Regions from separate parts of the Sus scrofa genome. Here region 1 is linked to region 2. The links are chromatin contacts, called in public HiChIP or PLAC-seq maps. All regions are on one chromosome and are shown on one strand. The core of a region is the stretch at or near the end of the contact, and the rest is flanking DNA. Distances in the headings are between cores, read along the strand shown.

Evidence for each region. HiChIP or PLAC-seq counts read pairs in DNA pulled down with a chosen protein or histone mark.
Region 1: a contact with region 2 is called in an H3K27ac HiChIP or PLAC-seq map of alveolar macrophages. The contact joins the promoter of DCK here to the enhancer-like site in region 2. A contact is called at or near these places in 5 of 47 Hi-C or Micro-C datasets (alveolar macrophages, brain, embryonic fibroblasts and 1 more) and 2 of 2 datasets of contacts at active chromatin or transcription factors (alveolar macrophages and skeletal muscle).

The regions. Positions count from the first base shown.
Region 1 is chr8:67,703,109-67,709,972 of Sscrofa11.1, forward strand. It overlaps DCK (deoxycytidine kinase), which reads left to right and starts at 3,553. Exons shown (of 7, transcript XM_003129074.5): 1 at 3,553-4,006. The coding sequence starts at 3,916.
Region 2 is chr8:67,660,376-67,667,905 of Sscrofa11.1, forward strand. All of the region lies in intron 1 of MOB1B (MOB kinase activator 1B), which reads left to right. Among named protein-coding and RNA genes, the nearest start is that of MOB1B, 16 kb to the left of the region's middle. Within about 2 kb of position 3,421, at least 2 of the 83 cell types and tissues checked have an H3K27ac peak or open chromatin away from gene starts, as enhancers often do. A contact at or near this core is called in alveolar macrophages, where this site is marked.

The DNA of each region.
Region 1 (6,864 bases), core at 2,303-4,802, 43 kb after region 2:
TTTAGAGTATTGTTAAAGTATCATTATTTAGAGGTATTTATGTTTAGAGGCATTTATGTTTGGACCATTAGGTCAAGAATATTTTGATGATAGTAGCTACAGTAGCCCAGTGTCACTTGTCAGTTACTGAGATAAAGACTAGGAGTAGAAAATGTTAGTCCATGCTGATGTGGACTATGTTTGTGTGCTTTAATAAAACACCTTGTTATACTGCATACATAGTATGTACAAAGCATCTACTGTGTGTAAAGAAAAATAAAAATTAACTATTTTGATAATTAGGTTCATTGGCCTCTAGTGTACTAAATTTAAATAGTTAATTATTACACAGTATTGTGTGGAATGATGCATTTTGGTAAGAGTTCTAAATAATTATTCCTTTAGGAGTTCCCATCATGGCTCAGTGGTTAACCAATCCAACTAGGAACCATGAGGTTGTTGGTTCGACCCCTGGCCTTGCTCAGTGGGTTAAGGATCCGGCATTGCCCTGAGCTGTGGGGTAGGTCGCAGATGTGGCTCGGGTCCTGCATTGCTGCGGTTGTGGCATAGGCCAGTGGCTACAGCTCCGATTAGACCCCTAGCCTGGGAATCTCCATGTGCCTCAAGTGCAGCCCTAGAAAGACAAGTAAAAAAAAAAAAAAAAAGACAACCCCCAAAAAAACAAAAAAAACCTAAATATTATTCCTTTAATTCTTCTTCTTTTTCTTTTTTTTTTTTTGTCTTTTTGCCATTTCTTGGGCTACTCCTGCGGCATATGGAGGTTCCCAGGCTAGGGTTCGAATCGGAGCCATAGGCGCTGGACTACACCACAGCCACAGCAACCCCAGATCCAAGCCATGTCTGCAACCTACACCACAGCTCACGGCAATGCCAGATCCTTAACCCACTGAGTGAGGCCTGGGATCGAACCTGAAACCTCATGGTTCCCAGTTGGGTTCATTTCTGCTGCACTGCAATGGAAACTCCTAGACCAATACTTTTTAATGTAAAATCAGTTAAACCAGAGGTTTCAAACTGAGGTTAATAGTCTGTCCCAATTAATGTGAACACTTTAATGCCCCACTGCAAAATATTAGTGTATTTGACTTAGCACTTCTGCAGGAGGATAAAGAATGGTTATGTATATATATAGCATATGCTAGTATGTGACCTAAATTTTTTAAAATTCGGAAACAGTTGACTACATGGGTTTTAGATAGGGCATTGGGGACAAAAATCAGGGAGGTGATTTTGAATGTGCTTTTCTCTTGTCTCTTCCTTGTGTTATCCACTGGTTATGTAGGAAAATGGGAAATTGACCTGAACTTGATGTTAAATGAGTTAGGTTCCTTGTTTCCACATTTACTTCATTTGTATTTTTGAGGTACACTCTTTAAGCTCGGAGGAACTCAAGTCCTCACAGCAGAAACTGGCAGAACTGGAATTCGAAACCAGTCTTTAAATTTCCAGTGCTTAAACTCTTAATCACTGTACAAGTACTTTTTTTGTGGTTTTTGTTTTTGTTGGGTTTTTTGGGGGGAGGGGGAACCATATTCAGAGATTTGTGCTTCTCAACCTCAAACATCAGATCCATATGGGATTTATTCAGTTCCACTTTCTTCCTATTTGAAGGTCTCTGGGACCCCGCCTTATTTATCTCAGGGTTTTTTCCCTCAAGCTGGGATGTAGAATATAACACCCAGTAGCTTCTCTGGCTTCCTTGCCATACAAATGACTATTCAGGCCTTTTTCATTTTAAGAATCCTGCTATTAAGCACTATAGGGATAAACAAAGGCAATATACATAAATAATAGCATAACAACACAATATTGGAAAGTTACAAAAAATGATTTTTGCTGTTTTCATCCTCGAGTCACATTTTGATTTCTGCCCTTTATTTCAGAACAGCTTCATTTATCTTCCTTGTTGTGATTCCACCTTTAGATTCATTTCAGATCTGATTGACAGTTGTAAGGTAGAAAAGAGTAACAGGGCCTTTGGTTTCTGTAGACAATTTGAACTTGGGCACTTCCAGCCCGGGCAGTGACCTGTTTACTAGGTCTTTACCATGACTGAAAATGAATTCCTCTGGGTGTGTCTGCATTTGTCCCCAATTAGATGAGTCATCCAGCAGAGGACATGGCATATAAGGAAGCACTCAAATATTCAACATACATTTGTTAACCACCAGGTGTAGGGCAAGCAAAGTTAATTAGTTTTATAGTATGCTGAAAAGAAACCTACTCAGTGTGGTGACTTATTCTCATCACTGTAGGAGTGTAGAATTTTTTTCCTCTCAGGCTCTTTGGCTGACCTAATCATTGATGTAAGACAGATTAATAGCAGAAAAGCATTTAATTACATATAAAGTCCCCTTAAAAATATGAGAATCAATGAAATGACCAAAGCGGGAAGCTTTTATACCTTTTAGACAAATAATAAATTTGTGAAGAAGCCACAAGAGGAAGGGTTTGGGCCAGTTGTAGTAAATTGATGAAACAGTAACAAGGTTTATTTATCCAGCCTTCTCTGCCCTGAATTCCCAATCTCTGATAATAAGGATGCTTTCTACCCTCTTGGTACAGGGAGGGTACCTTTTACATGAGAGATTTATTTCCTGCTTTCAGGTAGGAACAAAGGGTCAGAGGTTCTTATTTAATCCAAAATAATATGCCAGAGTGGCATATTCAGGGTGGCATATTCCAACCCCTTCAACGCAAAGCGCCATCCATATCAGGATATGAGAGATCAGGAGGTGGCATCTGAAAACCTAACTTTCTATCCCATTTCCACTCACTGACTTGGAGACTTAACAGTAGCCCCTCAGTGCCTGGCTCCTCACTGATAAAGGAGCTCATGGTGAGATCTGTGGCACCTGATTGCTAGTTAATTCAAGAAAAACGCTGGAAATACCGTCTACACGCAAGAATGCAATTACATTCCCTGAGGGCTGGGGTGCCTAGCGCCATCTAGCCTGCGACAGTCCTCCTGGCTGAGAATTCCTGGGACTCCGTTTTTCTACTACTCATTGCTTCCCTCTGACAAGTTTAAAGTCCAGCTGACTCGGAGTTCCCATCATGGCTCAGTGTTAAAGAACCCGACTAGGAACCATGAGGTTGCGGGTTCCATCCGTGGCCTTGCTCAGCAGGTTAAGGATCTGGTGTTGCCATGAGCTGTGGTCTAGGTCGCAGACCTGGCTCGGATCTGGCGTTGCTGTGGCGTAGGCTGGCGGCTACAGCTCTGATTAGACTCCTGGAAACCTCCATATGACCCCAGAGCGGCCCTAGAAAAGGCAAAAAGACCAAAAAAAAAAAAAAAGACAAAAAAGCCCAACCAATTCGGTCCAGATGCTCTGAGTCCACAGGCCCCACAGGGGAGGGGAGTTCTCCGAAACCCAGCCCACTCCAGGTGACTAGCGAAGGTGACGAGCGAAGGAGACGCCCCCTGCCCCTGGGCGCCCTTCGACCTTGGGTGCCCGCGCCGGTTCCCAGCCAATTCCGGGAACGCCCCTCCGCCCCAGCTTGCTGGGAAAAGGCGCGCCGGCGCGCGCGCGGTCCCGCCCCCCGCTCAGCTCCCGCGGCCCCGTCCCCAGTTCCCGCGTGACCCGACGTGCCGGGCGCGCACGTAGGGGCCCCCCGCCCCAGCCGAAGGGGGCGAAGGCCGAGGGGCCGAGGCGGGATCTCGGGTTTGAGAGAAAGCGGGGGCGTGGCTTCCTCGCTGGGTGGGCGGCCACTCTGCAGCCCCGCCCCCGTCGGCAGCTGACTCCGCGCGCCAAAATCAAACCCGCGGGCCCGCCGTCCGGAGAACCTGCAAGGGGTGAGGGTTCCGCGTGCGGGTCCACACGAGCTCCGCGGTAGCGTGAGCCCCGGCGCGCGCAGTCTGCGGCACCTCCCAGCCCCCTTGCCCAACGCCCTCGGGGCCGCCACGGGCGAGGCATGGCCACCCCCCCCAAGAGGAGCTGCCCGTCTTCCCCAGCCAGCTCAGAGGGGAACCGCATCAAGAAAATTTCCATTGAAGGGAACATCGGTAAGGAGCCTCGGGAAATGTTGGTCCAAAAGCGGGGGTAGTCACGGCGGCGACGGCTGCTGAAGCACGCCCTCGCCGCGTCGCTTCTGTGGGGGCTTTCCGCCCTGCCTAGTGCTGTGTGTGGATGCGGACGCGCCTTCAGGCTTGTGCCTCCGAAAGCATCCTTCTCTGCCTTCCCCAGCTTCCCTCCCGGCCGGGGGTGGCAGCTCTGCGCGTTAGGCCCCAGGCCCGCGAGCCCTAGGAAGCGCGCCTCGGGTTCTTTTCATCCTCTTTGTTGGGACCGCGCACAAGGAAGGGTTTTTGGTTTTGTTTCTGTTTTATTTTTATTTATTTATTTTTAGGATGCGTGTTTGTGTCAGTTCTTGAGGTGTAGTTTACATAGGTTAAATTGTCCCTTTTTAGGCATACTTCTTACTCTATGAGGTTTTTTTTGTTTTTTGTCTTTTTGCTATTTCTTTGGGCCGCTTCCGTGGCATAAGGAGGTTCCCAGGCTAGGGGTCGAATCGGAGCTGCAGCCACCAGCCTACGCCAGAGCCACAGCAACGCGGGATCCGAGCCGCGTCTGCAACCTATACCACAGCTCACTGCAACGCCGGATCATTAACTCACTGAGCAAGGGCAGGGACCGAACCCACAACGTCATGGTTCCTAGTCGGATTCGTTCACTACTGCGCCACGACGGGAACTCCCCCTCTATGAGGTTTGACAATGTTTTACTACCACCACCAAGATTGAGTCAGAACGTTTCCATCACTGCACAAAGTCCTTCTTGCTCTTTTGTCGTCAGCCCCCTCTCCGTTCCTACCCCCTGGCAAGCACTGATCTGATTTCTATTCCTGTCAAGTTTTGCCTTTTCCAGAATGTCATATAAATGAAATCTAAGCATGTAGCCTTTGGTGTCTTGCTTCTCAAATTTAGCGAAATGTTTTTAGATTTATTCATGTCACTTGTACCTGTGGTTTGTTCTTTTTTGTTGCTGAGTGGTATATCCATTGCATGGATATACTACAGTTTATTTCTTCCTAGTTGTGGACTTTTGGATTGTTTCCAATAATTAGATTATGAATAAAACTGCTGTGAACATTCAGGTACAAGGCAAGAGGTTTTGTCATTTTGTAAGACACATGAACTCTCGATTCCTCTCTATTTCCTACCACAGTAAACCTGTGCCTGATACTTCCTGTTTTGATAGGATTTTTTTTGGTCCCAAGTTAGGTACTGGCCATTCATGCATATAGGGGATGTTTTTAAACTCTTACCACCTTCAAAACACTGTAGTTCTCGAAAAAGGCAATGCAAAGTTGCTTTAGCAGCATTCCGAGGCATGGAAAAAGCTGTACACACTCTGGAAGAGGATATCTTGTTTCACTGCTCCAGTGTTAAGGAGCTGGTGGGAAAGATACATGTGATAGACTCTCACATCCTCTTAGCTGGATAAGTTCTTTGAAGGTGAATGTTTACTAGTATGATTCATCAAAGTACTTATTGGAAATAGAAGACCATATATAAAGACAGGAGAAAGTAGTTGAAAAAAGCCATTTCAAAAGTAAATTGGAATGAACAACCTCTCAGATCTATACCACAATGAATTAATCACTTCCCTTTCCTAAATCCGGTCAAACAACATATGATATCTAGGCATTTACTTCCTTCTAAACATCTTTAATCTTCTCAGCACCTGAAATAATTTCCTAATATGTCCCCATCTCCAGTTTCTCTAAATTCTTCCAGAGCCGTCTTTCTATATATAGACATGATTGTTTTGTCCCCTGCTTGAAATTTTCTTACCTCCCCATTACCTATGCTGAAAGGAGTTGCAAACTAATGGCCTGCATTTATACAATATCAGCCTGACCAGATTTGAAAACTATTTTTTAATTAATTACTGGTATTTAAAAATGTTGAGATTTCCCATAAACATCTAGATTCTTGGCTTCTCTTAAAATCTGAAGATCTGGTAACACTGGGCCTGTGTTTCTGTAAGACAATAATTTGCTCTTTAGATAGGATGTTCTTTACCACTTAATTGTTTTCCCTGACACTGGCTTTGTCAGTTGCTGTTTATTAATGCTTCCGCACTGTTGTTGATAGGCCCTCTGCCTTACTTGCTAGGCCCAAATAAACCATAATTGTACAAGTTGTTGATCTGTATGTTAAAGACTATTTTGTGATTCCTCTATTTTTTAAAATTTGAACTGACTGATCATTTTCATTTCACACTCATGTAACTCATTTTCTCATGTTCTCCGTTAAAAAATACTCCCTTATGTTAGATTTTGGAGGCCTTGCCTACTTCTCATCTTAATGGTCTGTATAGAATGATTTTTGGCATCATAATGCCTGCTTAGCGTTAGTGATTTTGTTGGGTCTCATACTTTTTATTTATTTATTTATTTTGGCCCCACACATGGCATGTAAACTTCCTGAGCGAGGGATCAAACCCATGGCAAAACAGCGACTCAAGCCATAGCAGTGACAACGCTGGATCCTTAACCTGCTATGTCACGAGAGAACTCCTCCTGTGACTTTTTAAAGTATTCAAATCAGTGTTCTTGTTATTCTTTGCCTTCCTAAAATATTAATTTATTAATTAGATTATTTTCAAGCTCCTCACTTTCTCCCTCAAAGTTAAGGAACTGATTGGGAACTGTAGGTAGCTATTTTTACACTGCTTGTACTAAAGAGTAATTTTAGAGAATAACTATTATTACTCTTAAAATTGCAGAGTATGACCACATGAGCTTTTTCTGTTTGTAAGCAGTATTCAGAAGAAAGCTGGATGCTCTAGCCTTTTAGACTCTGGCTGATGGCTGATTTTTCAGTGTATTCCTTGTGTGCTCTTTCTGATCAGCATGTTT
Region 2 (7,530 bases), core at 2,171-4,670:
GGGCCTGCCCTGCTTGATTTTGGCACTGCTGTCTCTCTTACTACACTTCAGCATTGTGGTTTTGAATAGGGAAAGGAGGTGGCCAGAATCTCTTGGCCCACTTTCTTCCTCCAGTTCCCTTGGGCTTCTCAGGGAGCAACTGGATGGGCGGGAGGTGGCTGGCAAAGACCCAAGGCACAGAGAACCCCCCTAACAGTGGTGTTTGCTTACCACTCCAGCCTCATCTGCTCCCTCCTCTCTTCTTTCCCCTCACAGCAGCCTTTAGCTATTTTATTAGTATTTCTTACAATGCCTTTCTCCCCCTCTGCCTGCCTTTGTAAATGCTATTCTGCTGTTCTGGCTAGACTGCCCTTCTCCATTCCACCCCCGTTTCTTTAGTTTAGAAGCCACCTCTTTTTTCCTGACCTGTGCCACTTCCCAATTTGTTAGCTACCATTTCACTGTCCTCTCTAGTCTTAATGTAGCCCATATCAAAAAGATACTGTATTGTCAGTTTTCAGGCCTTTCTTCCTTAGCAGAGAATGCGACCTCTTTGAAGATGCAACAGTTTTAAAAACTATTTTTAAATCTCTACCATCTAGCATATGCCTATAATATATTACATACTTGGAAACAAAAATTTTATATGATATGACTTATTAGAGATCCCGTCGTAGCACAGCGGAAACGAATCCGACTAGGAGCCATGAGGACACAGGTTTGATCCCTGGCCTCGATCAGTGGGTTAAGGATCTGGCGTTGCCACGAGCTGTGGTGTAGGTTGCAGACATAGCTAGAATCTGGCATTGCTGTGGCTGTGGTGTAGATCGGTGGCTACAGTTCCGATTGGACCCCCTAGCCTGGGAACCTCCATATGCCACAGGTGCAGCCCTATAAAGAAAAAAAAAAAATTAAAAGAAAAAAAGATTAGTCTCATTAGAATTTGTTTATATAACTACGTGTAGCCTTGGGGAATCACAAGATCCCAGAGTCTCAGCAGGTTCACTGAGCCAGGCCAGGGATTGAACCCGCCTCCTCACAGAGTCAACATTGTGTCCTTAACCTCCTGAGCTACAACTGGAACTCCCCACTGAGCATTTTTTTCATTTCTTTTTTTTTTTTTTTTTTGCTATTTCTTGGGCCGCTCCCACGGCATATGGAAGTTCCCAGGCTAGGGGTCCAATCGGAGCTGTAGCCACTGGCCTACGCCAGAGCCAGAGCAACGCGGGATCCGAGCTGCGTCTGCAACCTACACCGCAGCTCACGGCAACGCCGGATCGTTAACCCACTGAGCAAGGCAGGGACCGAACCCGCAACCTCATGGTTCCTAGTCGGATTCGTTAACCACTGCGCCACGACGGGAACTCCCCCACTGACATTTTTAAGTGTCATTTCCTGTATTGTGTATGGTCCTGCAGAACTGTGATATCATGTCCAGGCTGATTTCATAGCTAGTAAGTTACAGAGACAAGATCAGAAGCTGGATCTTTACTCCAGATTCTTTGCCTTTATGCCAGAGATCATAATAGGCACTGCAGATACAAAAATGAAGAGGAGGAGTTCCTGTCGTGGCGCAGTGGTTAACGAATCCGATTAGGAACCATGAGGTTTCGGGTTCAGTCCCTTGCCTTGCTCAGTGGGTTAACGATCCGGTGTTGCTGTGAGCTGTGGTGTAGGTTGCAGACTCGGCTCGGATCCCGCGTTGCTGTGGCTCTGGCGTAGGCTGGCAGCTACAGCTCCGATTGGACCCCTAGCCTGGGAACCTCCATATGTAGCGGGAGCGGCCCAAGAAATGGCAAAAAGACAAAAAAAAAAAAAAAAAAAAAAAAAAATGAAGAGGACACAGCCTCTCATTTTAAAGAGCTATCTTGAACGAGAACAAGCACAAATATGTTAAGTGTTATACAGGTACTTTAAGCTACAATGAGACACAAGAGAGAATGGAGAATTTTTAATGGAAGGTTAGGAAAAGTTTTTTTTTAATTAAAAAAAATTTTTTTTAATCTTTTTGCCTTTTCTAGGGCCACTCCCTCGGCATATGGAGGTTCCCAGGCTAGGGGTCTAATCGGAGCTGTAGCCACCGGCCTACGCCACGGTCACAGCAACGCCAGATCCGAGCCAGGTCTGCGACCTACACCACAGCTCATGGCAACACCAGATCTTTAACCCACTAAGCAAGGCCAGGGACCGAACCTGTAACCTCATGGTTCCTAGTCAGATTCATTAACCACTGAGCCATGACGAGAACTCCTAGGAAAAGTTTTTATAAAAGAAGTGGTGTTTAAGCTCCCTAGGTGTTTCTTGGTAGAAATACCAGTATATTTGGAATTACTGCAAAGTCAATTGCAGATTGATGCTCATTCTGAGCTCTGCACATGCAAATTTTTGGTTTCTAACAGTCCAGCACAGTAAATAAGATTCAGAAAATGCAGTTACTGCTGTTGCATGGAAATCACCTAGACATTCGACTGTAGGCACTTCCTAAAATCTCCTATGTACTGACTAGAATAATGAATTTAATGTTGGGCAAAGGAAACAGAAACCTATATACAACTCAGAAGCTCAGAGGGTGACCAGAGATGAATGATTAAACTTTTGTGCCTTCATCTATAGCTGAGATGATACTTCATGTTACTTCACAGATGTAGAAACTAATTGGCCTTTTCTTGTAAAGTGCTTTATTATTTTCTAAGGATTAGATTATAACATTTTATGGAGTATTACATAAATAGTGAATTGATCAACCCTTGACCTGTTCTTTTATGTAGTCATGGAGTTGCACTTTATAAAATTGAAGTGCTACGCGTATGCTGTAAATTGGGAAGTTACCCACTTGGTTTAATGTGCTAGTGCAGTGGTCTCTAATATGTATTAAAGAACAAGATGTTAACATGGGGAAGAAAAGTTTCCATGATTGAAGTTGTTTAGGAAATCTAAACTACAAACAATTTTCTTTATTACAGGATTTCTTATAACTTATAAAATACTCATTTTAATAATTTACCAGTGGATCTTTTGCACTGTGCTAAGCAGTGAGGATGCCAAGAGTATTGGTTACCTTCAGTCTGATCCTTCCTCAGAGCCTGAGCCAGAGCCTGTGTATGTACAGCTGCCTACCTAACTTATCCATTTGGATGTCTGATAGATATCCCAAGTTTATGTCCAGAATCCATCTCCCCAAATGTATCTCAATACATGACCTGTTTTCTTCCTGCTTGAGGCTGAAAATCATCTAGGAGTCTTCCTTGATTCTCTCTTCTTTACCACTCTGTACAAATCCTTAAATCCAAAGTGAGCCCTACTGAATCTACCTGCAAATGAGGGAATCTGGCCTCATCTTTCCATCCCCATCAGTCTAAGCCATTGTTCTCTCTTCTTTGTAGTAAATTCCCAACTGGCTTCTTTATTTCCACTTTTGCCTCTCCCATGGCAACCAGAATGACCTTTTATAGAACATTAAATGATGTCATGTTTTACTTCTGTTTTTTTAAAAAGAACTCCAATGGCTGCCCATTTACACTTAAAATGATAATCTAAATTCCATGCTCTGGCCTCTAAAATCTTAGCTAGTGTGGTCCTACAGGCCTTTCTGATTTCTTATACCATTGTTAGCATTATTCCTGATGTCCTAAAATACCTTTTTACTACTTTTCCTGAGAAAGTCACTTTTGTGCTGTTTTATCCTATAAGTTTTTTTTGTCTTTTTGCCATTTCTTGGGCTGCTCCCATGGCATATGGAGGTTCCCAGGCTAGGGGTCTAATCGGAGCTGTAGCCACCGGCCTACACCAGAGCCACAGCAACGTGGGATCCGAGCCTCGTCTGCATCCTACACCACAGCTCATGGCAACGCTGGATCCTTAACCCACTGAGCAAGGCCAGGGATCGAACCCGCAACCTCATGGTTCCTAGTCGGATTCGTTAACCACTGTGCCACGACGGGAACTCCTATCCTATAAGTTTTGAATGTTCTTCCCTCTTCCCCAGATTGTCATATGGCCAGTTCCTTCTTCTCAGCTTTCTGGGTCTTGGGAAGGCCTTCTGTAAACACCTAATCTAATATAGTGCCTTGTCATATCACATTATTTGTCACATCATTCTGTTATTTTCACCATAGCACTTGCCACTGCCCAGCAGTGTTTTGTTGGTTTCGTGTTTTGTTCCCCCTCTCCCCACCATTAGAGTAGGGATCTTGTCTCTTATTTGGTGCTGTGTCCCAGGGCGGTGCTTAGAACAGCTAATTAGAATATAGTAGGTGGTCAGAATATGCTAGTCAGATGAAAGAATGCAAGAGTGAATAAATGGATGAAAGAAACTGACTTATTGAGGTGGGGAGGGACTTTATTGGGAAGTACTTATTTAATTTTTTTGGCCATGCCTGCCACATGTGGAAGTTCCTGAGCAAGGATGAAACCTGCACCACAGCAGCAACCCAACGCCAGATCCTTAACCCGCTGTGCTACAAGAGAACTCCACCTTATTTTTTTAATAGTAAAGATTTTTCTTTAAACATTTAAAAAATTGAACTGTAATTCACATACTATGAAATTCATCCTTGAAGGTGTGCAATTCAGTGGATTTGGTATAATATTCATAAAGGTGTGCAACCATCACAGGCTCTGATTCCAGGACATTTTCATCACCCCTAAGAGAAACTTTGTATCATTAGTAGTCTCCTTCAATTTCTCCTGGCAACCACTAGTGTACTTTCTCTTTCAGTGGATTTTTCTGTTCTGGACAGTTCATGTAAATGGAATCATATGGAGTTCCTGCTGTGGTGCAACAGGATCGGCAGTGTCTTGGGAGCTCTGGGATGCAGGTTTGATCTCCGACCCTGCACAGTGGGTTAAGGATCTGGCATTGCCGCAGCTGCGGTTTTAGTTGCAACTATGGCTCAGATCTGATCCTTGGCCCATGAATTTTGTATGCATCGGGGCAGCCTAAAAAACGAAAAATAAAACAAAACAATAAATGAAATCATGAAATATGTGACACTACATATTTTGTTTCTGAGTTTTTTCACTTAGCATAATAATATCGTAGAGATTTACCCATGTTAAAGTACTTCTTTATGGCCAAATGATATTCCATTGTATGGATATACCAAATTTTATTTATCAACACATCAATTGATGGACTTCTGAGCTGCTTCCACTTTTTGTCTCATGACTAATGGTTGTGTGAACGTGAAAGACCAAGTTTTTGTGGACCTATGTGTCTGTTTTCTTGGGCGTATACCTAGTCATCTCTCTTCTCTTCCTCCAAACCCCAAGCGAGCACTGATTATCTTACTGCCTCTATAGCTTCTCCTGAGGCCTTGTACTTGAAATCACACACTGTGTAGCTTTGTCAGTCTGCCTTCTTTCACTTAGCAATATTCACATAAGGTGTCTTCATTTTTTTTTTTTTCTCTCTTTTTCTTTTGTCTTTCTGGCTTTTATAGGGCCGCTCCTGCGGCATATAGAGGTTCCCAGGCTAGGGGTTGAATCGGAGCTGTCGCCACCGGCCTACACCACAGCCATAGCAATGCGGGATCTGAGCCGAGTCTGCAACCTACACCACAGCTCACGGCAACGCTGGATCCTTAACCCACTGAGCAAGGCCAGGGATGGAACCCGCAACCTCATGGTTCCTAGTCGGATTTATTAACCATTGCACCATAACGGGAATTCCCTCGTGTTTTTTGTTTTATATTTTTTTGACTCCATAGTTCATTTCTTTTAAATCCCTGGACATAATATTCCATTTTATGGCTATATTACAGTTTGTCAGTTCACCTATTGAAGGGCATCTGGGTTGCTTCCACCTTTGGCACTTGTGATTGAAGTTTCTGTAAACATTCAGAGGCAGGCTTTTGGGTGGACATAGATTTTTCAGCTCAATTGGTTATATACCTGAGACTGGAATTGATGGATTGTATGGAAAGATTCTGTTGAATGTTGTAGCAAATTACCAGACTGTCTTCCACAGTGTCTGTGCCATTTTGCATCCCTGCCAGCAATGAATATTGCTCTGCATTCTCACCAGCTTTTGGTATTGTTGGTTTTTTGGATTGTGGTCCCTTTCATAGGTGGGTAGTGGTATCTCTTTGTTTAAATTGGTAATTTCCTGATGACAGATGATGTTGAGCATCTTTTCATATGTGTATTTGCCATCTGTATATCTTCTGTGGTGGGATTTGTCCATATCTTTTGCCCATTTCTTTGTTGGGTTGTTTTCTTATTGTTGAATTTTAAGAACCTTTTATATATTTTATAATAAGTCCTTTATCAGATATATGATTTGTGAATATTTTCTCCCAGTCTGTGGCTTACAGTGTCTTTCACAGAGCAGAATTTTTAATCTTAATAAATTGCTTATAGAGGAACCTCCTCCCCTGAAAGTGCTGAGCTTTATTTAGCCTAATGTTAAATACTTGCTGCCACTTGCCTGCTTCTCAGAAGAAGGCCTGCAGAGGAGGGCACTGGATTCACCTGCTCAAAGACTGAATCAAGGTCTTGTATGATTCCTAAAGAGTCTCAGGGTCCTTTCCCTCTCCTGCAGTCCAGATGCTGAGCCTGTAGCACAGTGGGAACCACTCTTACCTTCACTGAGTCTTCCAGTGGGCATGTTCTAGGCTAGGTTTTTTAAGACCTTCTCTGTCACTATATCTCATCAGTTTTTTTTTTCTTTTTTAGGGCCCTACTTGCAGCATGTGGAGGTTCCCAGGCTAGGGGTTGAATCAGAGCTTCGGCTGCTGGCCTGCGCCACAGCCACACCAGATCGGAGCCTTATCTGCAACCTACATCACAGCTCACGGCAACGCCAGATCCTTAACCCACTGAACAAGGCCAGGATCAAACCCCTTGTGGTTGCTAGTCTGATTCATTCCCGCTGCACCACAATGGGAACTCCCTCATCAATTTTTTTAATCTTATCAGATTTTTTCAATTTCTGATCTGCTTTTGGCCTTCTTTCTTGCTTTCCAGCAACATTAAGAGGTGTTTTTTGTTTGTTTGTTTGTTTGTTTTTTGGTCTTTTTGCCTTTACTAGGGCCACTTCCCTCCGCATATGAAGGTTCCCAGGCTAGGGGTCTAATCGGAGCTGTAGCCGCTGGTCTACACCAGAGCCATAGCAGTGCAGATCCAAGCCATGTCTGTGACCTACACCACTGCTCACGGCAACACCAGATCCTCAACCCACTGAGCAAGGCCAGGGATGGAACCCGCAACCTCATGGTTCCTAGTCGGATTCATTAACCACTGTGCCATGACAGGAACTCCCTTTTTTTTTTTTTTTTTTTTTCTTTTTAACTCTCCTGACATTAACAGTAACAGCAATAGAATCACCAATAATAATAGTGATTTTAGAAAGATGTAAGGCAGAAGTGTAAATAGAGATATGTTTGTTCTGAATCAAGATTACTTTTTGTTACTCATAACTTTTAGCCTTTAGCTTTATTATTTATATAATACATTCTACTTGATTTTGACAATTTCTAACTTTTGCTGGTGCATATATGCCTTTCGGAAAGTATGAGTGTGTTTGGCAACCTTTTGGGGGAAATTGTATTT